Regions from separate parts of the Mus musculus genome. Here all the other regions are linked to region 1. Evidence: chromatin contacts called from public Hi-C, promoter capture Hi-C and targeted proximity ligation data. All regions are on one chromosome and are shown on one strand. The core of a region is the stretch at or near the end of the contact, and the rest is flanking DNA. Distances in the headings are between cores, read along the strand shown. Region 1 holds the start of Zfp647 (zinc finger protein 647). Region 2 has its middle 23 kb from the start of Gm41352. Region 3 holds the start of Slc52a2 (solute carrier protein 52, member 2). Region 4 holds the start of Rbfox2 (RNA binding protein, fox-1 homolog (C. elegans) 2). Region 5 holds the start of Adck5 (aarF domain containing kinase 5). Region 6 holds the start of Cpsf1 (cleavage and polyadenylation specific factor 1). Region 7 overlaps Rbfox2 (RNA binding protein, fox-1 homolog (C. elegans) 2).

Region 1 (3,510 bases), core at 275-2,774:
CAAGAAAGCCCCAGGGACTGGTCACCTATATGGTGGTAAGGTGGCTTATTAGCTCTAACCTGTTAGTCCCATTCCACTTCTCTGTGTCCCCTACAAGGAAATCCCCAGTGTGCAAAATATCAGAACTAATGTCCACCCAGCTTTAAGTATCTCTATAGTGGAGCTCAGGGGAACCTTCCTTTTATGTTAGTGACAGGAATGTCCACACGCATTAGTAGGAGTGCCTGATTCCAATCATTCTAGAGAGCTCCACAGGAAACTGCTTCTAGTGTCACTATGCATTCACTATGTCAGGATGCTAGGCAGAGTAACATTTAAAAGAACTACTGTGGGCTGGGGAGATGGGCCAGTGGGCATGACATCCAATGTCCTTCTCTGGCCTTAGAGAATACAGCTGTGCCCATACTTCATCGCCCACATACAAGGGAGCTATTATTGTATACAATTTTCCTGTGTGTGCGTGCGTACCTACACATCAGCAAGCACATAGAGGCCAGCAGACAACCTTAGGTGTTATTCCTTAGAAACCTTTCACCATTGGGGGGGGGGGGGGCGGGGGCGGGGAAATACGGTCTCTTACTGGCCTGGAACTCACCAAGTAAGCTACTAAGCGGCAGAGATGGGGATGGCAGCACTCATCAGCACATCCAGATTCAGGTGTCTAACTGAGCCATACATGTGGAGGCTGGAGGGATGGCTCAGCGGTTAAGAGCACACGTTTTTTTCCCCCGTCTAGGACCCACACTTGATTCCCAGCACCCACATGGCGGCTCACAGCCAATTCCAGGGAACCCGATGCCCTCTTCTGGCCTCCGTTGGCACCAGGCATGCACATGATATACAGTACAGATACACACGCAGGCAAAGCACATAAATACATATAAAAAAATTAAACAAGAAAATGCCACGTTAGAGAAGTTGTCATCCATTAAAAGGGGCCTTTGCAAAGTAACAAGAGAGCAACAGCAGAAAAATAAAACAAATCCAAGAAGAAGCTGGGCTAATGGGGAGCAGAGCGGAGCACCTTCAGTTTGACAAGAAATGTCCTTCGCTGCTGAGGATGCATGGGACTTAAAATGCTGTATGGTGGCCCTGACTGTAGTCCGGGTTATGGGAGAGGATCGTGCGAACCCAGGACTTCCAGGGCAGTCTGGGACGCGGTTATTTCACCAGACAAAACCTCATCCACTGCCCAAGCCAAACCAAATTAACCAACCAGTAGGAAACCGTATGCACATCAGAACCGTCTGAACTCCGGACCGGGCTAGCGGGAGCCACCGCGAAGGGTCCCGGGGAGGGGCCTGGAGGGTTCGAGGGACCGGAGGGTGCAGCCTGGGTCAGCAGCCCGGCCGCAGCCATCCATCGGGGGGAAGGGCTGGCATACGCGAGGGCGCGGAGCTTTGGGTGCGGATGAAGGAGAGGGTCCCGCGCAGCCGACAGAGCGCCACTCACCATCTGCCGCAACCTCTCGCCCTGTGGCGGCAGCTTCGGCTCCCTAAGACAAAGGGGCCGTCCCGCCCCGTCTGCGCAGTCGTCAATCTCAGGGGACCCCGCCCCTAGGTCCCCACCCCCAACCCCCACCCCAAGTCCCGGACCGGGACGCGGGAGGATCGGATGGCCGTCCGCCTCCAGCTCTTCTTGCAGGACTTGATGCCCTGCGCCCCGGGGCCACCGAGAGCGTAGGCCTCCGCTGTGCCTAGAGAGACCGCGTGCTGACCCGGACCGCGCCTGCTCTTTGAGGCTGTAGCGGAAGCGGCGGCCGCAGTCCCTACAAATCCGAGTGCCTCCCGGCCTCGCCCCCTCCCTGCCGCCCCTCTTCTCCCGAGGGCCTTCGGTCACTTCCGCCAAGATCTGTGCTTGCCCTCTAGCGATTTCCCTGGTGGCCAGGCAGCCTGGACCACTGGTCTCGAGACCCATCAGGCTGACTCGGGCTGCTTGGGTTTAGTTTACAGTGTAGTGTGTGTTCAACTTCTTAAGGGACGGCCAGTCTGTCTTGTGTCCTCATCAACACATTCCCTAGACTAGCAGTGTATGACAGTTCCAATTGTTGTTTGTATTTGCCCACACTTGGTGTAAGCAGGCTTTTAGAAATTTAGTTATTCGGGGCTGGAGAGAGGCTCAGCGGTTAAGAGCATTAACTGCTCTTCTAGAGGTCCTGAGTTCAATTCCCAGCAACCTCATGGTGGCTCACAACCATCTGTAATGGGATCTGATGCCCTCTGCTGGTGTGTCTGAAGACAACTACAGTGTACTCACATACATGAAATAAATCTTTAAAAAAAATTGAGTTATTCCAGGGCTAGAGGAATGTACAACAGACTGGGTGTTTGACAAACGTGCACGAGGCTGAGTTTAATCACTCGTATCCATGTGAAAAGGCTGGGTGTAATAGTGCTTGCTTAGAACCCCAGCACAGGGGAGGCGGAACAAGGCCGAGCTGTGTAGGGCTCTCTGGCCAGCCAGTCTAGAGTCACTGGCAAGCTTCAGGTTCTGACCTGTTGAGAAGCCCTTTCAAAAGATAAAACAACAAAATACCGTGGTGCGCAGCTCCTCAGACTGACCCTTAGTGGCCCTGTATGCACACATATTCTCTGCTGGAAATTAAAGTCAGGGACTCTAGTATAAGCATATAGTATCTCAGTAGCACTCGATCCTACCCTCCGTTATGGCTTCAATTTTTATTTCTCTAATTGTAGTGGTTACGTGTCTTCTGTTACAAAATACTGGCAGAGGCAGAGGAGGCAGAGGCAGAGTCAGAGGGCCAATCTCTGTGAGTTTGGGGCCAGCCTGGTCTATAGAACAAATTCCAGGACAGCTGAGGCTACACACAAAGCATGGGGCTGGAGGAGGAAATGTCTGGGAGATAGGGAGCAAGAACAGCTCTTGTGGATCAGGGTGATGGAGCCTCCAGGTTTTTGTTCTTGGATTTTTAAAGTGTGTGTGCCCCAGAGGGGGCCAGGTTTTTTTGTTTTTGTTTTTTCGAGACAGGATTTCTCTGTATATCACTGGCTGTCCTGGAACTCACTTTGTAGACCAGGCTGACCTCGAACTCAGAAATCCACCTGCCTCTGCCTCCCAAGTGCCTGGCTGTTTTTTTTTTTTTTAAAGATTTATTATTTATTATATATAAGTACACTGTAGCTGTCTTCAGACACACCAGAAGAGAGTGTCAGATCTCGTAACCACTGAGCCATCTCACCAGTCCCCGAGGCAGCTAGTTTTAAAGCAGTCACAATATAGAGAGGCCACGGATGTCCACGAGACATGAGGGAAGGGGGGGGGGCTAAAAATATTTTGGAGGGTATGGATATATACATCATTGATACAGTTGAGCTCTCTGGGGAGAGTCAGGCATGTCTCTCTCTACATGGGTCCAAAATTGCTTGAAAGAACAAAGAGACCTTGACTAAGGTAGTCTGATGGCTGATCTTCTCGCCTTCATGGGAACCAATCTCTGGGCATGTCTGTAAGGAATTGCCTAGATTAAGTTGAGGTGGGCTGACCCGCCCT
Region 2 (3,510 bases), core at 502-3,001, 410 kb after region 1:
AAGTTTTATCTGTATACAAACCAACTGACCGTGAATTCATTCATCCAGCAAACATTTCTTGGCTGGTTGTTGCAGGCTAGTTCCACGCTAGAAATTCCCACCCATCTCCTTTTCCTAAGGAATTGTTTTCCTTGGACTCAGGTGACTGTCACCTTAGTTCCCCAGAGTAAGGAGCAGGGACTTGAGGAAAACAGAGGTGATTCTCCTTGGCCCTGATTCTGGAAGAAATGCAAATAGTGGGGTTCACCTGTAGTTTCAGAAGGTAGCTGAGGGAGCTGGAGAGATGGCTCAGCGGTTAAGAGCACTGACTGCTCTTCCGAAGGTCCTGAGTTCAATTCCCAGCAACCACATGGTGGCTCACAACCATCTGTAACGAGATCTGGTGCCCTCTTCTGGAATGTCTGAAGACAGCTACAGTGTACTTACATATAATAAACAAATCTTTAAAAAAAAAAAAAAAAAAAAAAAAAAAAAAAAAAAAAAGAAGGTAGCTGAACCACTGATGGAGGAAGGTGGGTGAGGTGGTTTTTTGACGAGGCTCTCAGTAGCCCAGGCTGGCTTCAAACCTACAATTAAGTAAAGCTGATCACAAATTATTCCTACTTATTTATTTATTTTTGGCCTCAAATTTCTGATCCTTTGGCCTCAGCCTCGAGAGCTCTGGAATTACAGGTGTACACTACCATCCCTGGTTTATTTTGGTGCTGGGGACAGAACCCTGGGTTGAGCACGTGATAGGCAAGCTTTCTAGTAACTGAGCCATGACCCAAACCCTGAAGGTTTGGTTTCCTTCAATATTTTTATATTTTTATGTGTATGAATATTTGTCTTCCTGTATATCAGCACATCACATATACGTGTGCACGTTGCCTGTGGAGGCTGGAAGAAGATGTTGAATTCCCTGGAACTGGAGTTAAACATGGTTGTGAGGCCTCACATGGGTGCTGGGAGCTGAACTCAGGTCCTCTGCAAGAGCAAGCCCATCTTGTAACGAGGAGAGACTGAGGGTCATGGAACTGGCATTATTCAAGGTCACGAAGGCACTCGTAGAAACAGGATTGGAGACCTGGTTTCATTCCTGCTTGCTTCCAGGACTCCGGTTCCATTCCTGATCCTGGCCTGCTTCTTTTCTAGCTAGGAAGAGACCTCTGGAGGATTTGTGTGTGCGAGGTTCCCATTGCTTTTAAGAGTCCAGGATGAGAGCGGCCTCATCTGCGCCCACGCAGGGCTGAGTCCAAGGGTACCAGCTTTGGTTCAGGCGCCTGGCTGGGGAGTCTTAACCAAAGCTCCTTTGCTTCAGCCTCTTCCTTCCTTTAGCCTGCTGTGCCAAAGGTCAGCCACTGAAGCATCTAACAACGACCTGCATGCTCCCACCGCCTACAGACTCTGAAAGACCCCCTGTCTGTCCTGCATCACTGTGTGGTCTGCTGAGTTAAAGGAACGCTCCTGGGTTACAGCAGGGAAAAGGCAACAGACACATTCAAATAGATCAAAAACGTAAGCCTGGGTCATCCAGGGACCTAAGAGAAACCAGCTTGGCTCCAAGAAATCCAGGCTGGCCCGTAAAGCAGACAGGCCACGTGATGGGTGTCCCCCAATCTGGCAGTGCTAATGGAGTTACAGGCGCAGTGTTACCCGGGATTGCAAATGCTTGCGGTCCCCACCCATTTCGTGGCAGGAAGTCCAGTGTTTTCCAAGGGTTTTCCAAGAACGCCCAGAAGCCCGCTGGGGCGAGCCGCGCCTCCGGCCCGCGACCGCAGCAGAAGCTCCATCGCGCCCCCTGGAGGCGGCTCTCTGCTGGTTCCTGCCTGCTGATGCAAGAGTAGTGGCCTGCCTCCACCTCTGTTTTGAGACCGTGGTGATACATCACAAGTATCCCTTAACTGATGGAGAAAAGAAACCTTCTGCCTGCTCTGCAAAGCCGTACAGCAAAGCGACTAGGGTTCCCAAAGAGGAACGCCTTCATGCCTTCTTGCTTCTTCTTTTCCTCTAGGGGGCGCGCGCAAGCCCAGGACCGCTTTCCTAGTGAGGAGCTCGGGGTAGCAAAGTCGTACAACGAGCTTTTGTTGTCTAGTTTCAAGCCCCTTTCACGTTCTTGTCCCTTTGATTCCCATCATAGCCGTCCCACAGACAGCACTGTAACTATCTCCATTTCTCAGTCCGCAAAACTGAGGCATAGCGAGTTCACCAAGATGGAACAGCATTGCAAGGCCAGCAGAGCAGATCCAAACGGTTGGCAGCTCGTCTAGGCCCCACCCAAACCCAGAACTTCTGTGGTACCCCAGGCTCCTCCCAACACGGTGTTGGCCTACGCCACTCCAGGGGTCTGTGTTAGGCATGAAGTCGGCTAGGCTGCAGTCTCCACACGCCCAGGCTTTAGGCATTGTCTCTGTTACTCTGGGGGTACCAGCAGGCATTGTTCTTGGCTTATGGCTCTTTTACTTTAAGACACCTAGTACCTGGGTGGGTCTCAGTTCTTCAGTGGAAGAGTCATCTAAGAATAGCTGAGACTCTTGGAAGCAGCAGGAATTCTGCTGTGAACAGCAGCACTAGCGCGTGCTCACTCTTTCCAGCTCTTTCATTCCCCACCCTGCAGATTTTGAATTTACCCAGTCTGCCCTGATAAACACATAAACCCATTTCTTGCAGTAATCTCACTCATGTGTATGCCCCATCCCCCCACCCCCCGCCCCAAGTTCCCCTGTCCTACCAACGGGACCTGGACCAACCACCGTATTCTCTTTCCTCTGGTCATCTCCTTAAAACATAAAATTAAACCGAACCCACGTTTTTAGTAGGGGTTGAAGCTATCAAGGCCAGCAGGACTTCCTCTGGTGAGGCAGTGATGTGACGATGATGCTGGGACTCCGAATGAGCAGCCCCAGCATGGTGGCCGTTGCACCGGGCAGTTCCGACTTCTTTCCTCATGAGATTCTCCCTGGATTCTGAGACTCATTGCTCTCTTAGAGCATGTTTGGCTGTGTCCTTTGTGACTAGCCCCTTCTAGGTTTCTGTAGCATCCCTGCTCTCCAGGGGTCTGCCCACATTTCTCCCTAGCCAGCCCTTCCTTAGCCTTTTACTGTGTGAACAAATGAGACTAGGGGTAGCTTATTTCTGGACCAGTGCATGGTCACTATGTGTGTGACAAGCATCATCACCACCACCATCATCACCATCACCACCACCTCCATGCTAGCAAAAGGTAGGCTTGGGTAGCATCCACAAGGTGTCTTTGATGAGCATCACCAGGAGGTGGCAGCTATGATCACACTGGGCTTCTGCCTCATTGAAACAAAATGATGTGGGTACCAGAGCCTCAGAGGGCTGTCTAGGGAAAGCGGAGCTTATAAAAGAAATGTCACATACATAGACTGATTTAATGAGCCGGAGTGCTAGGCTCCCTGCCCCACGGAGGAAAAGCCTGCATCAGAATGCAGGAATCTGAGCCTGTGCTCAGCCCTTCTGCTGTCCTGTCTCCCACAGGGTGACACTCTCTGACCACATCCTCCA
Region 3 (3,510 bases), core at 687-3,186, 390 kb before region 1:
TGCAGCTGGGGGCAGCCTTTCTGCAGGGCTTCCACAGGCAGCTGCAGGGGTGTGTTGTTGCAGTTCATGCCAGTGCTGACCTGGAGGACTTGGAGCTGTGGGCAGCAGTTGTCCTGGAATGGTGGGATAAACACTGCTAGGTCAAAGGCCTGGGCTGGTCCCCACTGAGCCCTTTTCCTGACCATCCCCAGCCTACCAGCAGTGCGCCCAAGATGGCCGTCGTCTGGGAACTGTAGGTCAGCCACAGTTTACGCATTCGGGACCCGGCCTCCTCCAAGAAGCTCACCACAGCTGTGGACTCCACCTGGGGATCCAGCCCAAAGGTGCAGCTCATGCATGTCACAAGGGCCCAGGCGATTTCAGGGTCCCCCACCCACCCACGGCAAAGGACTCACCATGGAATGATGTAGGTCCAGGCTGTGGAGCTGGCAGCAGGCTCTCGCTAACATGACCAGAGTTTCAGCAGTCACAGTGTGGCAGTCTGAAAGCTTGAGGAAGGTGAGCCGAGGGCAGAACTTGCTAACCAGCTGTAGCAAGAGATAGAGAGAGAGAGAGAGACCATCCAGGGTTGTGGAGGGCAGGTAAAGGTCTATCTACAGGGACACTGGTAGTCATGACAAGCCTATCCTATAGTCCCAGCTATGACTCCATTCTGTCCACGCCAGGCCTACATGGAAATTGCTGTCTCCTCCAGCAATTTCCTAAGATGTCAGCAAGACGAAACTGAGCAGGCAGGCAGACAACTCTGTGGTACACCACCAGGGCACCCTCCCCATAGTAGACCACTCAAACGTGACAGCTTGTGTGCAGGGCAGTCTCCAGCTCTTACCTCCAACACAGAGTGTACTTGAGACTTCCAGTGGATGAGGGTCAAGCTCTGGAGCTGAGAGAACCTGGGCGACAGCAAGGCCCGGCTGTAGTTGTGCTCTTGTCCTTACGCTGCCCCCTTCTGGACAGAATCCTCCCCTACTCAACGCGGATGCAGGGAAGACAACAGACAGTAAGATGACAAGGAGCCCTCACCGATTGGGTACGAGCCACTCCAGGCAAGCAAGGAGCTTCTTCTCTCCCTTAAGGTTGCCCTTGCCAGCCCGGCCAACCAGCGAGGGTGACAGGGTCACAGTATGCCAGAGTGAAGGATGGGAGGTGGCTTCGTGCCAGTGACGGCAAACGCGTGCAGCCCTAGGAGAAGAAAAAGTTTGCTGAGAGTGCGTGGCCTTTTGCGGGTAATGCCTACAATGGAGTGTTTTAGGAGCAGCGCAGCGGTCTTAAAGCCTGCCGTCGCCCGTTCTCAGTGCTAGGCTTTGAGCTCTAAGTGAAGACAGGTGCCGGAGCACTTGTGTTCGCCCGATGTGATGCCTGCTCTGCCCTCTGCTCTGCAGCACCCGCTCAGTGCGCCAGTCTCTACCGCGGCAGGCGCTGTTGGTGTACCTGCCAAGAAACGGCATGGGCCCATGAGCCGCAACCAACAACCCGAAAATATGCACCAGGACTTCTAAGGGAATACGGTCTCCCCAACCAGAGTCCAGGCCCTGATCGAGCGACGGCTCCGGTCGGGGTTTGGTCCTGGGCTTGGCGACAGCCGTGGGGCCACGAGCCAGTGACCTCGGAGCGCGGCGACGGGCGCGCCGGTGCGCACGAGCGCGGGGAGGCTCCAGGTCCGGCAGCACGAGCAACATGCTGTCCGCTTGCAGCAGGTGGTACCCAGAGCCGCGAGGTGCCAGGCGGTCCCACCACCAGTCCTCCGCCGAGCGGCCCCGCGCATCGGGCCGCTTGGAGCTTCGAACTCGACGTCTAACTCGCCTAGAGGCCACGGGAGCCATAGCCCCCGGGAGCTGAACTAAAAGCGGAAGGTGGGTGGGCAGAGAGGAAGGGGCGTGGCCCCTTAGCTCACTCCTTTACACTACACTTAGCTTCCGGGGGTGGGACTTCCGCCGCAGTCTAGCGCATTAGCCGGCGTCTTACTACAACCCTTTGGCTGGGGTTTGGCTGCCTTCCGGGCTAAGTGGCGTGCTCCCGGGGCTGGGCGGGCTGCTCCGGCCCCACGCCCCTGATGCACCGCACTCAGCCGAGGAGCCCAGAATCGAATCAAGTCAGCCAGCCACACCTCTTGCCGATCCACGCCGGCTGCCTGAAGTTAGCTGTCATCCAGTCTGGTTTAGCCGCGCCAAGACTTGGTCCTCCGCAAGCATCAAGGACTGGCTCTTTCGCTCATCTTCCTCCCCGGAACCATGCTTTAAGCCAGCTTCTCGCTCCCCCGCTTGCCAGTCTTGTACAGAAGGGTCCCGGTGCAGGCTCCATGGTAGGTGCAGCTCCTGATCTATCCGCCGCCTCCCTCCAGGTGCCTTGGTTTTGCAATCTGGCCACCTCAGACCCTGACTCTGCCCACTCGCATGTTTTTTTGTTTGTTTGTTTGTTTTGTTTTGGTTTGTTTTGGTTTGTTTTTTGTCTCCGTCCAGGTGAAAAAGCTTGACTCTTTTTTTCTCTAGAATAGTTAGAGAAGCTTTGGATCTACGTGGGAAAAGGGCGGACTGTTACCTTCGCTTTGTCCTGGAGGGCCCGCTTTGACCTTTGACCTAATGGCAGCACCTCCGCTGGGCCGACTGGTGCTGACCCATCTGCTGGTGGCCCTTTTCGGCATGGGCTCCTGGGCTGCTGTCAACGGGATCTGGGTAGAGCTGCCGGTAGTGGTGAAAGAGCTCCCGGAGGGTGAGTGAAGTGGGCGGAGGTAGGCTGCTGCTGTTGCTGCTCTTCGTTCCTTAGCCTGGTGCCTTTACACTATCTCCTCCTTCCACTGCAGGTTGGAGCCTCCCTTCCTACCTCTCTGTGCTTGTGGCGCTGGGAAACCTGGGTCTGCTGCTGGTGACTCTGTGGAGGCGTCTGGCTCGCGGCAAGGGCGAGCAAGTCCCCATCCGAGTGGTTCAGGGGCTAGGCATAGTGGGCACAGGCCTACTGGCCTCTCTGTGGAACCACGTGGCCCCAGTGGCAGGAAAGCCGTACTCAGTGGCCTTCCTAACGCTGGCGTTTGTGCTGGCATTGGCCTGCTGTGCTTCTAATGTCACTTTCCTGCCCTTCTTGAGCCACCTCCCACCCCCCTTTTTACGGTCTTTCTTCCTGGGTCAGGGCCTGAGTGCCCTCCTGCCCTGTGTGCTAGCCCTGGGTCAAGGGGTGGGCCGCCTTGAGTGCCTGCATGTGCCTGCCAACAGGACCACTGGGCCTCCGATCGAGGTGTCTCCCATTAATTTCCCTGAACGGTTTTCTGCCACCACGTTCTTCTGGGTGTTGACTGCCCTTCTGGGCACTTCAGCAGCTGCCTTCCAAGGCCTCCTGTTACTACTGCCATCCCCGACATCTGAACCCACAACAGGTACAGGGCTTCGGGTAGAAACACCAGGAACAGAGGAGGAAGAGGAAGAGGAAGAGGCCTCACCTTTGCAGGAGCCACCAGGCCAGGTGGCAGGCATTGTTTCCAGCCCAGACCCTAAGGCCCATCAGCTGTTCTCTTCCCGA
Region 4 (3,510 bases), core at 726-3,225, 380 kb after region 1:
AATCAACAGAGGTAACAGGGTGGCTTCTGCAAAGGAGACAAGAGGCACACAGCATACATGCCAGCTCCTTCCCTGCCACAGGAAGTCAAGGCAGAGCACGGAAAGTCTCCTAGTACTGCAGAGATTTCCAAGAGTGGTGTAATGGAGAGAGCACAGAAATAGAAATCAGAACCAGCTAACTGGGTGGCTTTAGGCAAGTCACTAGTTTTCTCTGGACTTCTAACTCCCTATCAATAAAAATGAGGCAGTTAAAATACGCTGAAACTTGAACACACCCTCCCCCCCCCCAAAAAAAAAGATACAAAGTATTGACTCAATGCACATTAAGCCATTCTGCATAACTCTTCCGAGTACATTAGACTGAGAACTCCTGGTGGAAAAGATGATGGCGTTTCTGGTCCCTTCCATCTCTAACATTCTACGATTCTAAAAGAATTAGAAAGCATCCCGTTGCTGCTGTGAGCCTCTCCATTTCGTAGCCAATATTTTCTAAACAGAGAGCAAATCCTAAAGCCCTTAAGGATGCATTACCTTCTTCAAACTAAGTACTAACCGCCTGTATCAATATCTTTGTCATTTCCCACCCTCAACAATCAAGCTAACACTGGAGGCCACAACTCAGAAACCAGTCTCCTAACAGCCCTATAAATTTTCTTTTCTACCTCAGGATACTAAGGAGTTTACTCCGCATCCTACGAACGTAGGATGCAATGGGTAAAGCACAGGCGGGATCTGCCTGGTGTCTCTCTCCAGACTTAATAACATGCTGCACAAAACTGAGACAGAGCATCACACTACCAAACTCCGCGGACTTCTCAAGACTGCTCGAGTAACTGATTGAACCCACAAGCTAAGCCACATCCCCTTTCGGGCTCGCTCTCTCTCCAGGAGTTGGCTGGCTTTTCAGTCTGTTCTCCACATGCCGTTCCCCCTTTCCTCATCCCAGTGTAAACCAAAAGGCGCCCTTCTTCTCCGGAGCTTTCCCACCACCAGCTTCCCTCGCTCTCAGCTCGGCCCAACAGCTCTCCTCTGGACAAATCGACCCAAGAACCCTCAACTTCTCAACAAACTGAGCACAGGCTTAAGAAATGGACTGCATCCCGATCCTGTTCAATCCCAACTCCAAAAGGAAAAAAAAAAAAATCCCACTCCCTCGCGCTGCCTCCGGGGCCCCTCCAGCCCCTGCACCCGGCCCCAAGCCCACTCTCCAGCCAGGCCCACCCGGCGCCCGGAGGCCCGAGCCCGCCGCGGCCCTCCGTAACCGGGCGCCCGTCCCGCGCGGTCACCTGCATCCCGCCGTCGGCCGCCTCCTCTGTGCGTGGCCGCTTGCTCAGGCCGGGCTCGGGTCCGTCTGCCCCCGCTCCGGGCACCGGCAACTCCACCTCCGACTCCCGCTTCATGCCCCGGGCGGCAGCGCCGGGCCCGAGCTGAGGCGGCTGCTGCTGCGCCTGGCCGCCTTCCGCCATCCGCCCGCGCCCCCTTCGCCACCGGGAGCCGGGCGACCCGCGACAGGCCACCTCCCCCTGGGCCTCGGTGCCGACAGTCGCGACAGGCGGGCGCGCGCCGGCCCCGCCCCCCGCGTGCGTGTGTGCGTGCGCGTCGGTCCGGAGCCCGGCTTCGGCTTCGGCTTCACTACCGCTCCGACTCAGGTTATGGCTCCGGCTTCGGCTTCGGCCCCGGCTCCGGCTTCTGCTCCGGCTTCGCGCCGGCCGCTCGCTCGCTCTCTCACTCGCACGCGCGTGCGCCGATCCCTCGGTCCCTTGGTCCTTCAGTCCCGCGCTCCCTCACCACTCGCCAGCCGTGCGGGGAAGGGGACGGCCTGGGCTCCCAGCTTGGGGAGGGCTGTTTATTTGGGAGGAGGAGGAGCGCGAGGCCGCAGCGAGCTGACTGGTCGGGATCCTCCGTCCCGCCACTGTGGCAGCGCCGGGAAGGCGGGGAGAGAGAAAGGAGAGAAGGAGGGAGGAACCTGGATGTGTGGGACTCGGGCCGCCCGCGCGAGAGGAGGCTGTAGTGAGGGGGCGTGGCTACGCCCCTCGGCAATCTCCGTCGCCTCCGCGCGGGCCGCCCGCGGGAGGCCGGGAAGGACTCGGAAAAGCTCGGGAAGCTCGGGGATGCTCTGGGAAGCATGGAGAGAGAAGGGGCCGCCTCTTTTAAGGCGGTGGCCGGGGGGCGGAGCTTGAAGGGCAGGAGTTCGGGGGAGCAACTTGGACTAGTTGCACTAGTGAGAAGTGATGACCTGATCTCTCTCATCTGGCTTCCTGGGATTTAGGGAAGCAGAGGGGCGCTCTGCGAGAGGAAGGTCCCTTTGCCTCCTTCCTCTCCAGCCCAAGACCTGGGAAGTCCAGGAGTGATGGCTCCCATATAAACTTTTCTGAGAAATGGTGCTATGAAGCGAATAATTGCATCTCTAATGATGTCAATATTTCTGATGTTGCCAGGCATGGCGGTGGTGCACACCTTTAGTCCTAGGAAGTAGGAAGCAAAGACAGGAGTATCTCTGAGTTCGAAGCCAACCTGGTCTATCTGCATAGTGAGTTCCAGGATAGCCCTACACAGAAAAACTGTCTCTAATAATAGTAATAAATAACGCCTGGTGTTTTTTTAAGAGCTTTACGTTTACATAGGGCATTTACGGAACCATTTTGAGCCTGACAGTAGAAAACATGGTTTTAATCCAATGGATGGACCTGAATTTGTTCAAGTCCTGAAGCAGAAATATGTGGCCAGTCAAGATGGCAATCTCTTGGTTTTACTCCTTGCTGCCTGAATAGCCCTTCCTAGCTTATCAGCTTTGTGCAGTTAGGTCTGTCCGGTAGGTTTTCTCCACCTGATTGTAAATAGAAACTGCTTCTGCCTCTCAGGGTTCCATACTGTGACATGGAAAGGGATATTGTGCAATAACCTAGCTTCTAGCCTTACCCTTGCTTGCTACTTTAAACAAGTGAGTTTTTCTCTTTGGATCCCAACTGCAGTATCTGAAATAATCCTTTGGATCAGTGGTTCCCAGCCAAGAAAAAGTTTCAGACCCTTTCAGCATCTCCCACTTCCGTATTTGTCATATGGTAAATTTTGTTCTTCACAAATGGAGACTATACTGGCATTTACTGAATAGAAGCTTTGAATGTTATTCAGAACTCTACAGTGCAGAGAACAATCCCTGCAAGAGAGACTTGTCCAAACCAGAATGCCAATAGTTCAGAGATTGAGAAACCCCAGGTCAGGTGATGTCTAAGGTTACTTGCAACCAGTCTGTGACTTGACCTTTGAACTTGAGTTAAGCACCTAAAAATGGACAGAGGGATGAAGATCTCTGCTTCAGAGCCAGACGAGTCCCAGGGAGGCTTGACCACTCCTGCCCATGTAATGCCGGACCACTGGTGGTTAAGAGAGGGAATAGAAGGGCTTGCAGGCTAGTTGGAAAAGACTGCACAACTTGCCTTGGAGCTGGGTTTTCCTACTGAGTATTTGTATGTTTGTAGGTTGCAATAGCTTAGCCATTTACAAGCCTTG
Region 5 (3,510 bases), core at 381-2,880, 350 kb before region 1:
AAACACCCTCTGCCCACTCTGGAAGTCTCTACCTTGGGGTCTCTTCACTAATTCTCCACCACACAAACTCCAAGTCTGGCTTTTAGTTTCATGGCTAGTCCTATCACTTGCACTGTGAGGTTTGAGACTTCCTGGTCTCTGAGCCTCTGTATTTTTGAGTTACTTTATGTATATATCCTGACATATGTCACCCAAAAATACACAGGCTTCCAACTGCTGCAGACGCTCAGGGACAGGCTGCTGGCCAAGACTGTATGATATAATGTTTGGAAAGGTTTGGGCTAAATAAGTATTCTGGAGTTGCTGGGCTACTTGGTTGCCCTGACTTTCCAACAGGTTCCTGGTAGCTCCCAGCTAGGTCTCCCTGGTTCGGGTGTGACCTCACAGGGCTGAGGACTTTGATCTGTTCCCTACTGTATATCTGGACCTAATTGCCACAATCTCTCTCCCCTGTGCTTTATAAGTAGCCCAGTCTCGGAACACCCATTTCTGCCTTTTCATCCTGGGCTCTGTGCACCCTGAATCCATTTTGTCCCTGACACATTGCTTTCCAGTTGCGCCCAGACATCTCAGCTACACGTACTTCCTAGGCTTGCAAGGACGTCCAGAATGAATGAACTGGAAGGAGGCCATTGCCTGACATCGTCTGGCTCACAGACTTTTGTGACCCCCTCATACAGCCACTCTGCCACCTTCCAGGCACTCCAAAGCCAATTGGGGACATGACATTATCTTAGAGCCTGCTTAGAGCCATGTTCAACCAGAAGGCAGCTTGCCAGTTCCAGTGGGTGGGTGGGGGGAGGCTCAGGTGACCTCAAAGAACCCAATGGTCAACATTAGGACAGTTGCTGAGAAGAGCACCCGTGGCTAGGGAAGCAGGAACTTCAGGGGAGTTCTGAGGAACCAGGTAGTAAGGACCCCTCCAGAGGAGGATTTGCAGAAGGATTGGGTATCACAGAGAGTGAAGAGTAGGGGGACAAAGAACCAGGACTCTTCACAGAGAAACCCTGTCTTAGAAAAAAAAAGAAAAGAAAAAACAAAACAAAACAAAACAAACCAACCAACCAACCAAACAAACAAACAAAAAAGAACCTGGACTCTAACTGACATAGTTGGCAAGAAAGCGAGGGTGTCTCTAGCTTTGGTGGCTGTCTCAACAGGTGTTGCCAAACTGCCTGTGCGAGCGAATACTGAGAGTTGTGAAAATGACCAAGTGTCAGCTTTGAGTTACACTGTCACTTTTCAGAAAGGAACGAGAGCCCGACAAAATTAAAGAGCCAATTCAAGGGTCTGGGAATATGGCTGAGTGGGTAAAAGGGCTACCCTAGGAAGCCAAGTTCCTGGAACAATGTAAAAAGCACTTCTAGAGTGAAATAGGAGTGGGAAGAGGAAAATTGCCCGCAAACTTAGCCTGGCTTGCACAGGGCAACAGAAATAAAACAGACGGTGGAAAGCAAGCACCAACCGACTCTTGAAAATTGCTCCATAACATTCACATACAATAAACAAAGGAAAACACTTGGTAAAGACTCATCACTTGGTGTCTCCCATGAGGCTATGCCCCGGGCGACCTCAAGGGGCCGCTGCACGCCGAGGCGGTCACGTCACGTTTTGGGGGCGTGGCCCTTCCACTCTACCCAGGTCTGTGTGGCGCGTGTGGGCCGGTGCGCAAGCGCATTGCCTACTCTTTCGCGGGGTCGTCTGGGCACCAGGGACGTCTGCGGCGAAACCGGGAAGAGAGCACTGCCGGGGACATGTGGCGGCCGGTGAGGACCCCGCCCCCGCACGCCCTGGTCCCTGACTCTGCGCTCCGCATCCCTGCGTTGGGATCTCTCTCTGTACCCGGAGGTTCTGGATCCAGTCCAGGCCCGGGCCCTGCCCATCGACCCCAAAGCTTTGGAGAACTCTGATTCCCGCTTCCTCTTTTTTTCCCCAGAGCCTTTGGGAAGACTCAGCATTATTTAACCTCACCCCAGGGTCCTCTTCCTTCTGCCTCTGTCCTCAGCGCATCCCTCGGGTCTCCCCGGGAAGCTGCTCTGTCCTCTCTATCAGCTTCTGGAAGGGAGACAACCCCATGATTCCCGCTGGGTTAGCATGCCCTCACTCCCTTAGCCCCTTGTTCTGGCCCTGGGGGTGTCCTTGCCTATTCCCTGCCCTTGGAGTATGGCCCTTCTTCAGTTGTGTTGTTTTTAAACTTCTGCGAAGTTGTTTTTCTAGTACATCTGGCCTTGTAGGTTTAGATAATGAGAGGCCAGGAGGTGGGTTAACGTTTGGCTTGCAGTGTACAGCCCTGCTGGGTGTGTGCTTTCTGATGGGAGTCCTGTTGCTCAGAGACAAGTTGCCTTTTACACAGACAGCACTTTACTGTAGCAAAAACTTTTCCACATATCCGTATTACTTGTCACTTACACCTCTAGACAGCCCTGGGAGTTTGTTTTGTTTTGTTTTGTTTGAGATAGGGTTTCTCTTGTTTTTGGACAGCCCTGGCTGGCCTGGAACTAGCTCTGTAGAGCTGGCTGGCCTCCAACTCAGAGATCCTCTGCTGGGATCAAAGCCATATGCTACCACTGCCTGGCTAGAAAGGCAAGGGTTTTTTTGTTTGTTTGTCTTAGTTTTTTTTGTTTTTGGCTCCTTGCTTACCCCCCTCCAAGGTTGGGGTATTTGGTTTTAGCTCTGGCTGTCCTGGAACTCACTCTGTAGAGCATACTGGCCTCGAACTCACAGAAATCTGCTTGCCTCTGCCACCCTAGTGCTGGGATTAAAGCTGTGTACCACCACCACCCTACCAGAAAGGGGAGTTTTAACCTCTGATTAGGAATTACTGCACAGTACAGTGGAGTCCTTGCAGGTTCCCAATAACAACGTCCACTTCCTCTAGCTCAAATCTCTAGGCTGTTACCTACTAACTTTGGGAGATGGTCTGTGGCTTAGTTTCCTGTTGAGCTGCCTTGGGCTGTCTATCAAAGGTCATAATCTAGTCATCTTTTCTAGGGCTCTATCCTGAGTCTTGGCAGTCTTCATGGTGCAGGCTGCTGGCTTGTATGGATGTCTCTCTTTTGCCAGCTGTGTCTTCTCCTTAGAGCAGGTGTTTGCTGCTTTATGAAACCACTGGAGAGAAGTCTAGTTGAATGTTTTTTTTCTTCTTTCTTTCTTTCTTTTTTTTTTTTTTTTTTTGGTTTTTCGAGACAGGGTTTCTCAGTATAGCCCTGGCTGTCCTGAAACTCACTCAGTAGACCAGGCTGGCCTCGAACTTAGAAATCCACCTGCCTCTGCCTCCCAAGTGCTGGGATCAAAGGCGTGCGCCACCACTGCCTGGCAAAATATTATTTATTTACTTTTATGAGTACACTGTAGCTGTCTTCAGACACACCAGAAGAGGGTGTCAGATCCCATTACAGATGGTTGTGAGGCACCATGTGGTTGTTGGGATTTGAACCCGGGGCCATTCTGGAAGAATGGTCAGTGCTCTTAACCGCTGAGCCATTTCTCCAGCCCGGAATGTTTCTTTCT
Region 6 (3,510 bases), core at 484-2,983, 320 kb before region 1:
GTAGAGCCACAGGGCCCACTTCCAAAATGTTATCCTCCCAGCCACATTTCTCCCAACTCTTAGGTGACTGTCTGCTCCTGTCACCTCACTTCTATACCCCCAACAGCCATCTCCACCTCAGGGAATAGTGACAGCATCCCTGTAACTGCTAAGACCAAATCCAGACCTGTTGCCCAGAACAGTGACAGATTCTTGGCATTACCTTGAGCTCCTTTCAAACTCCACCTCTATCAATCCTGAACTGTCATAGCTGCACTGGTCCAGGCCACCATCTTGCCTAATGGCTACAGCCACTTCTTGACCATCTTTCTTGGACCTCTCTCCAACATAAGTTGGGTAAGATTATTTCATTGCCAAAACTTCCTGCTTGGAGAGTGTGTTGTGGAGGCCCTGCCCTGTTACTTCTTACCCGTTCTTTCCCTTCCTTCCTCCTTCCCTTAGCCTCTACCACAAAAACTTAACTTTCCTTGAAACCCCTTTGCCTAACTCCCACATACTTCCCCCACACTTCCTTGTCTATTTAAAACACATCTTCTATGAAGGTGAGATTTCCCTGTCCAGTTCTGCCACCCCAGTAAACTGCATGTTGGCAGTAATGCACAGCCATCAAAAGCACTTGTTGCTCTTACAGAGGACCCACTTGATGGCACAACTATCCATAATGCTGACCTCCATGGACACCAAGAATGCATATGGTGTACATACATATATACAAGCAAACACAAATGAATATGAATAAGTCTAATTTTTTAAAAAAAGCATCTGCCTTCTTGGCTTTTTTGCTTTGTTTTTAGACAAGAGGTTCACTATGTAGCCCTAGATGGCTTGGAAATAGTTTAAACTGGAACACCCAGAAATCTGTCTGCTTCCACCTGGGATTAATGGATCGAACTGGGATTAAAGAGCCACGGAAATTGCCTTTTTTTTGGGGGGAGGGGGGGAGGGCTTCCTGAACCGCTTGCTGTCTCTCTAGCAACCAAAACACCCCCGTTATCAATGTACTGATGAATTCATTCCACATTACTACATCTACTGACAATAGTCTGTCCCCGAGAAACATCCAGCCTTGCTCCTTTAGGAAGAAACGTTCTTCCACAACAAATCTGCTCAATCTCAGAAAGAGCTCTGGTTGTTTTGTACAGAAACACCCAGTCTCCTTCATTGGGTCTTACTCCTAGAGAGACACTGTGGCCGTCTGTGTGTGGCAGTATTGACTTCCTAAAGAATCATCGCCCTCAAGGGTTCACTGGCTTGTCTTTGCTGCTAAGCTCGTGGAAGGTGTGCAACAATCTCCTGAAAATCGATCTCCAAAGAACAAGCAGTAGACCGCGGGCAGAGGTGTCCGGGCAGGGTAGGATGAGGCCAAACAACGAGGCAGCGATGAACTGGCTCTGGGGCCCAAAGACCCTTGGCAAACCTCAGCTCCTGCACTGGGGAACCTGCCGAATGACTGCGGCACTGCCTCGACACGGCCTACCTCGGCGTCGCGGTTCAGGCGGTACACATAGAGCTGCGAGGTGCCGGCCACCACGAGGTTGCGCTCACTGTTGTTGAAGAAGTTGCAGTACATGGTAAACTCCAGCCCGGTGGGCGGGTGCGCCTGCTTGTACACCGCGTACATGTCGCCGCCACTGTCACGCCGGAGCCGCCGACTCGGGGGACAGGGACGGCAGCGGACTCGGTCCGGCCGCGCGCGCCAACCCAGCCACCGGGTTCCGAAGTACTGCGCCTGCGCTTCCTGCCCGGACCGCCTTCTAAGAGGACCAGGTGGTTGAGAAGCAGGGTTCCGGGCCGCTTCGCATCTGCGCCTGCGCGCCGTGGCTGCGAGCGAAGAGCGGCCCCTAGTGGCCTAGCTTGATAAGAACTGACGAGCAAGCGTGGTGGCACATGCCTTTTATCCCAGCACTTGAGAGAGGCAGGCATATTTCTGAGTTCAAGGCCAGCCTGGTCTACAGAGTGAGTTCCAGGACAGCCAGGGCTACACAGAGAAACCCCGTCTCGAAAAAAAAAAACAAGAAAGAAAGAAAGAAAAAAAAAAAGGACTGATGAGCCTCGTCACAGAGCTGGAGGGTGCTGGACCTCTGCTTCCTTCTGTTCTGTACCCTTCAAGACTTGCCTCATTAGCTAAATCCCAGAAAATAAAACAAGGGTATATAGGCTTGGAAAAGGATACAGAAACATGCAATATCGCCACCCCACTCTGTAGATGAGGTGATGTGGTAGATCACCCCTGTATCACACTAAAGATCTCTTTTTAATTGACTCTAGCTGCATATGTATCAAAAGGTGGCCTAGTTGGCCATCACTGCAAAGAGAGGCCCATTGGACTTGCAAACTTTATATGCCCCAGTACAGGGGAACCCCAGGGCCAAAACGGGAGAGTGGGTGGGTAGTGGATTGGGGGGGTGGGTATGGCGGACTTTTGGGATAGCATTGAAAATGTAAACGAGGAAAATACCTAATAAAAATAAAATAAAATTTAAAAAAAAAGATCTCTTTTAAAAAGTATTTTGTTGGCTGGGCAGTGGTGGTGTAAGCCTTTAATCCCAACACTTGGGAGGCAGAGGCAGAGGCAGGCAGATTTCTGAGTTTGAGGCCAGCCTGGTCTACAAAGTGAGTTCCAGGACAGCCATGGTTATACAGAGAAAACTTTTCTTAAAAAAAAACAAAAACAAAAACAAAAAACAAAAACAAGCAAGCAAAAGAAATTATTTTTTTTTCTTTTTCTTGATTTTTGAGATGAGGTCTCAACTACATAGCCCTGGCTGTCCTGAAACTCTGTAGACCCAACTAGCCTCGAATTCAGAGTCTACCTCCCAAGCCCTGGGACGAAAGCTGCCCAGACATGCTGGCACATATATACATAATTTTTTAAATATTTATTTTATGTATATGATACACTATAGCTGTACAGATAGTTGTGAACCATCATGTGGTTGCTGGGAATTGAACCCAGAACCTCTGCTTACTCCAGCCCCAGAGATTTACTTATTATTATATGTAAGTACTCTGTAGCTGTCTTCAGACGCACCAGAAGATGGAGTCAGACCTCATTACGGATGGTTGTGAGCCACCACCTGGTCGCTGGGATTTGAATGCACGATCTTCAGAAGAGCAGCCAGTGCTCTTAACTGCTGAGTAATGTCTCACCAGTCCTACATAATTTTTAAAATAAAAATCTTTCTGGGCTACACAGAGAAATCCTGTCTCAAAAAAAAAAATCTTGAAAAACAATACTCTTAAAATCTGTGACATCGGGCTGGTGAGATGGCTCAGTGGGTAAGAGCATCTGACTGCTCTTCCAAAGGTCCGGAGTTCAAATCCCAGCAACCACATGGTAGCTCACAACCATCCACAACCATCTGTAACGAGATCTGACTCCCTCTTCTGGAGTGTCTGAAGACAGCTACAGTGTACTTACATATAATAAATAAATAAATAAATCTTAAAAAAAAAAAATCTGTGACATCAAACAAACAAAAAAGCCGGGCATGGTGGTGCATGCCTTTG
Region 7 (3,510 bases), core at 265-2,764, 290 kb after region 1:
AAACGCCACCTAACACAGTTAATATATGTAGCTATAACAAAAGTTAAACAAACAACAAAGTCTATGTGAATAATTACTATGGTGTCTATCACCCGAAAGTACTCGATAATAAAATCAATTATAGAAACTGTGCACCCAGTTTTTATGTCACCTAACCAGCAGGTTGGCCTCCGTGTCGAAAAGCCGGTGATAAAAGCAATTTACTGGACCAAGCTGCTCATAACCACATCCTAGATGACCCAACCCAGTTTGCTCAGGTCCAGGGGGATACTGGGTACTACTGGTATGCTCTTCAATTTATTTTCCTATTTTCCAAGTCACTTTTGACCTCAAACATGCTAAAAGAACTGCCTCTCCAACTTTCCATTCCCTCCTCTACCACCATCTGTATTTATCATCTTAATTATGACACTTCTAAGTCACCCTGAATTACTATTGCCCAGTGAAGCACTAATAATCTTCCTAAGTGTATCATGAAAACTTAAGATTGACATAGAATTACAGGGGAACTTGATACTCTCACAGAATACTAGGAAGCTATTAAATAAAATCTGTAGTTAATAACATGAAAAGAAATTTCCGGTAGAGTAGACTTGAGCTGGAAGTCTATTTCAATACAACTGACATTCAGGGAAAATTTTTTTTAAATGTGCATATACACAGAGCAGCTGCATACAAACAAGACCAGAACAATGAATAGAAACATTGAACATGCTAGGGGAAGTTTTATTTTATCTTTTGATCTATTATGTACTATATATTTTCTTTGATGGATGTGTACTGCTTTTAAAGACTTTAAACTATTAATTCAATGACTCAGCAACTAGCACATGGCTGTGAATCACAAGGACAGGGCTCAGAGTTCTCCCACCACCTACCATACACAACTGACAAATGAGTACATGTTTCTAGGCTTGGAATCTGTGACTGGAAAGTGAAGGGGAAACTCCTGGCTGAGTACTTGGCAGTGCCCTCCAATAAAGATCAGCCTGTGTTCTGCTATCCCTTCTCCAACAATGGCTGTCCCTCGGTGAGTGTGAACCAGAATGCCCTGGAGAGCATGCTGGAATGGGTTGCTGGACCACATCCTCTTAATTTCTGGTTCAGTAAGCCTGGGAGGCAGGAAGACCATAAGCTCCCAGGTGGTGCTGAAACTGCTGGCCCAAAAGCCACCCACCAAAGACCATTTGACACACAGACTATAAGGGCCTTTTTAGATCACTGTTATTTCAGGGCTACTTCCTTACTGGATATGAAATAATGTCTATAACAGATCTAAATAACAGATCTACAGTGTAGGATAAAACACCTCAGGACACTCTAAGAACTGGGTTTCTACTAAAGTGGGCAAGAAACAAAGCCAAATTCTAATGTGGGTAAAAAACATCTGAGAATGTTAAGGCAGATCAAAGAAAATGCAACTTGTCCAGGGCAAGCAGCTCTGTGCCCCAGTAATAAGTTCACTACAGGCCACTGGCTACATGCTTTGCTCTGGGTGCCCTCTGCTGACAGAACTCACAGAGCCATCTCACCTTTGCTCCTCCCTTTCCTCCTCCTACCCAGGAGATTTAAGAGTCCACAGTAGATGACTCAGATTGCAAAAGGGTTTCCAGTTAAGAAATTTTCTTCAGCCCACAGTGAGCAGCAGAGTTCTCCTGGCAGCTTTCTTAGGCCCTTTCCATATGTATGGCCCAGCCTTATCTTGTCTCCACATACATTAACTGACCAGCATGTGGTGGGATGGCTTTGTGAGTGCTAAGGCAAACTTCAAACGTGACACAGGAGAAAAACTGTTCTCCTAAAGGGCCCAGTATAATGTGAAATGTTGCTAGTTATCTTGAGCACCTCTATTGGAGAGAACTGTACCAGCACTATTCTAGCTAAAAGCAAGAGCTACAAATTGTCTTCATGTCTACCTTCTCCAGTTCTTCATTTGAGAAAACTAATGGGCCCCAATGTCAAATGACAAATATGAGCCATGAGAATCAGCAACAAACCCAAGATTCAAGGTCTTTTTGTTATTTAGAACATCCCCCTTTTGTTAGAGAGGGTCTCACTATATGGCTCTGTCTGGCTAGAACTCGGAGAACTCACACACACACACACACACACACACACACACACCTGCCTCTGCTTTCCCGAGTGCTGGAATTCAAGACCTAAGCAGAACACTTCTTTCATGCAGCCTGATGTCTTTGATAAGACAACCACATCTTAACCGCCTCTATAAATGGGGATAAGAAGAACTAGCAAACGTGTAGCTATCTCACAGTGGTGGGGCTGACTTTTTCTAACATCATGACTAAGCTTTTCTTAACAATGATCTTTCACTGATAGCAATCTGTTTAATTATTTCTCACAGGCCCAAAAGCTAAGCTGCATGGGTTTTTAAAAAGAAATATCTAAATTAGGGGTCAGTTAGCTATGGTCTATGGGCCATATCAGCTTGTCATCGCTCTGTCTTTGTCTCTCTCTCCTTCCTCTTCCCTCCCTTCCCCTTTCCCAGGTGTTCTTGTGTACATATGAATATCTATATGTATAGAGACCCAAGGGCTACCTTGCTTTTTAAGACAGTGTCTCACTGGGACCTAGGGTTTGCCAATTAAGTTAGGCGGGCTGTCCAGCAAAGCCCAGAGATCTCCCTGTCTCTGCTCCCTGGCGGTGAGACCGAAGAAAGTCTACCCTGTCCAGCTTTTCCATGTCTGTGGGAGATCAAACTAGGGTCCCTGGGCTTGTGCACCAAGTATTTTGTCAGCTGAGCCAGCTCCCCTACCCCAGTCTTGTATTCTTTTTAAGATATGAAAACAAAAATCAAAAGCTGTGAAATGGGGCTGAGGAGATGGCTCAGTGGTTAAGAGCACTGACTGCTCTTCTAGAGGTCCTGAGATAATTCCCATCACCCACATGGTGGCTCACAACCATCTGTAATGGGACCCAATGCTCTTTTCTAGTGTGTCTGAAGACAGTGATAGCATACTCACATACATACATACATACATACATACATACATACATACATACATACATACATGTGTGTGTGTATAAAGCAGGTGAAACTTTTATTAAAAATTTTAATTTCTCGGCCCACCAATGAAATGTTATCAGAGCTGAATTTTCTGTTTCTGTCTCCTTCCCTCAGAATTAACAGAGTGGATGGCCCACAGAGCCCACTTACCTAGCCTAATACTTGACATAAACAGCCACTGAGATGTTGTTTTGGGGGCCTTCATTTTCATAGGAAGTTCACTATCCATGTGAGGCCTCTACCTCTGCAGTCGCTTGCCCAGCACCTCAGCATACTGAGCATGCCTGACCCGTCCTGTCTCCAGAGGCACTGTGGAAGTTCCTAGTGCGCTTGCAGTTAATATTTTTCAGCATTCCTTTGTACAATAAGGAACAAAACCTCAGAGAGGTAAAATACCAGGCCCAAACTGGAATTTCGATCTGACACCACGCCCTACAATCATTCTCCAGTGGTTTTCAAACTGTTCAACTGTTCAGCTTCAGGGC

Evidence for each region. Promoter capture Hi-C pulls out the DNA fragments that hold promoters and counts their contacts. Hi-C and Micro-C count contacts between places; a contact is called where the count stands out from the background.
Region 2: a targeted proximity ligation map of embryonic stem cells shows a contact between it and region 1, with 2.9 times the contacts expected there. A contact is called at or near these places in 5 of 39 promoter capture datasets (the 3T3-L1 cell line, cranial neural crest, embryonic stem cells and 2 more), 1 of 484 Hi-C or Micro-C datasets (embryonic stem cells), 12 of 130 datasets of targeted methods (T-cell acute lymphoblastic leukemia, embryonic basal ganglia, embryonic forebrain and 6 more) and 1 of 9 other capture datasets (adipose tissue).
Region 3: a contact with region 1 is called in a targeted proximity ligation map of microglia, with 11 times the contacts expected there. A contact is called at or near these places in 20 of 39 promoter capture datasets (the 3T3-L1 cell line, 3T3-L1-derived adipocytes, the C10 cell line and 13 more), 89 of 484 Hi-C or Micro-C datasets (the AtT-20 cell line, B cells, the Ba/F3 cell line and 44 more), 31 of 130 datasets of targeted methods (CD8 T cells, the G1E-ER4 cell line, the HPC-7 cell line and 14 more) and 5 of 9 other capture datasets (adipose tissue, embryonic stem cells, liver and 2 more).
Region 4: a targeted proximity ligation map of the NIH/3T3 cell line shows a contact between it and region 1, with 5 read pairs. A contact is called at or near these places in 1 of 39 promoter capture datasets (cranial neural crest), 1 of 484 Hi-C or Micro-C datasets (palatal mesenchyme) and 5 of 130 datasets of targeted methods (the NIH/3T3 cell line, astrocytes, extraembryonic endoderm stem cells and 1 more).
Region 5: a contact with region 1 is called in a promoter capture Hi-C map of pre-B cells, with 6 times the contacts expected there. A contact is called at or near these places in 11 of 39 promoter capture datasets (3T3-L1-derived adipocytes, the C10 cell line, the HPC-7 cell line and 6 more), 8 of 130 datasets of targeted methods (the SCID.adh cell line, bone marrow-derived macrophages, embryonic stem cells and 3 more) and 3 of 9 other capture datasets (adipose tissue, embryonic stem cells and liver).
Region 6: a contact with region 1 is called in a targeted proximity ligation map of the SCID.adh cell line, with 17 read pairs. A contact is called at or near these places in 10 of 39 promoter capture datasets (the C10 cell line, the HPC-7 cell line, HPC-7-derived erythroid cells and 7 more), 1 of 484 Hi-C or Micro-C datasets (embryonic stem cells), 13 of 130 datasets of targeted methods (the SCID.adh cell line, embryonic hindbrain, embryonic stem cells and 4 more) and 4 of 9 other capture datasets (adipose tissue, liver, macrophages and 1 more).
Region 7: a contact with region 1 is called in a Hi-C map of the N1E-115 cell line, with 4 times the contacts expected there. A contact is called at or near these places in 8 of 39 promoter capture datasets (the 3T3-L1 cell line, 3T3-L1-derived adipocytes, cranial neural crest and 4 more), 1 of 484 Hi-C or Micro-C datasets (the N1E-115 cell line), 1 of 130 datasets of targeted methods (epiblast stem cells) and 1 of 9 other capture datasets (adipose tissue).

Annotation. Positions count from the first base shown.
Region 1 is chr15:76,923,924-76,927,433 of GRCm38.p6, forward strand. Zfp647 (zinc finger protein 647) reads right to left here and starts at 1,525. Exons shown (of 5, transcript NM_172817.3): 1 at 1,453-1,525.
Region 2 is chr15:77,334,855-77,338,364 of GRCm38.p6, forward strand. No RefSeq gene overlaps it. Among named protein-coding and RNA genes, the nearest start is that of Gm41352, 23 kb to the left of the region's middle.
Region 3 is chr15:76,536,894-76,540,403 of GRCm38.p6, forward strand. It overlaps Slc52a2 (solute carrier protein 52, member 2), which reads left to right and starts at 1,937. Exons shown (of 5, transcript NM_029643.4): 1 at 1,937-2,302; 2 at 2,490-2,709; 3 at 2,801-3,510. The coding sequence starts at 2,580. Fbxl6 (F-box and leucine-rich repeat protein 6) reads right to left here and starts at 1,853. Exons shown (of 9, transcript NM_013909.2): 1 at 1,432-1,853; 2 at 1,024-1,182; 3 at 830-893; 4 at 396-527; 5 at 197-304; 6 at 1-113. The coding sequence starts at 1,823.
Region 4 is chr15:77,305,078-77,308,587 of GRCm38.p6, forward strand. It overlaps Rbfox2 (RNA binding protein, fox-1 homolog (C. elegans) 2), which reads right to left and starts at 1,976. Exons shown (of 14, transcript NM_053104.6): 1 at 1,287-1,976. The coding sequence starts at 1,466.
Region 5 is chr15:76,574,729-76,578,238 of GRCm38.p6, forward strand. It overlaps Adck5 (aarF domain containing kinase 5), which reads left to right and starts at 1,631. Exons shown (of 15, transcript NM_172960.3): 1 at 1,631-1,766. The coding sequence starts at 1,755.
Region 6 is chr15:76,605,858-76,609,367 of GRCm38.p6, forward strand. Cpsf1 (cleavage and polyadenylation specific factor 1) reads right to left here and starts at 1,734. Exons shown (of 37, transcript NM_053193.2): 1 at 1,478-1,734. The coding sequence starts at 1,621.
Region 7 is chr15:77,218,782-77,222,291 of GRCm38.p6, forward strand. All of the region lies in intron 2 of Rbfox2 (RNA binding protein, fox-1 homolog (C. elegans) 2), which reads right to left. Among named protein-coding and RNA genes, the nearest start is that of Rbfox2, 87 kb to the right of the region's middle.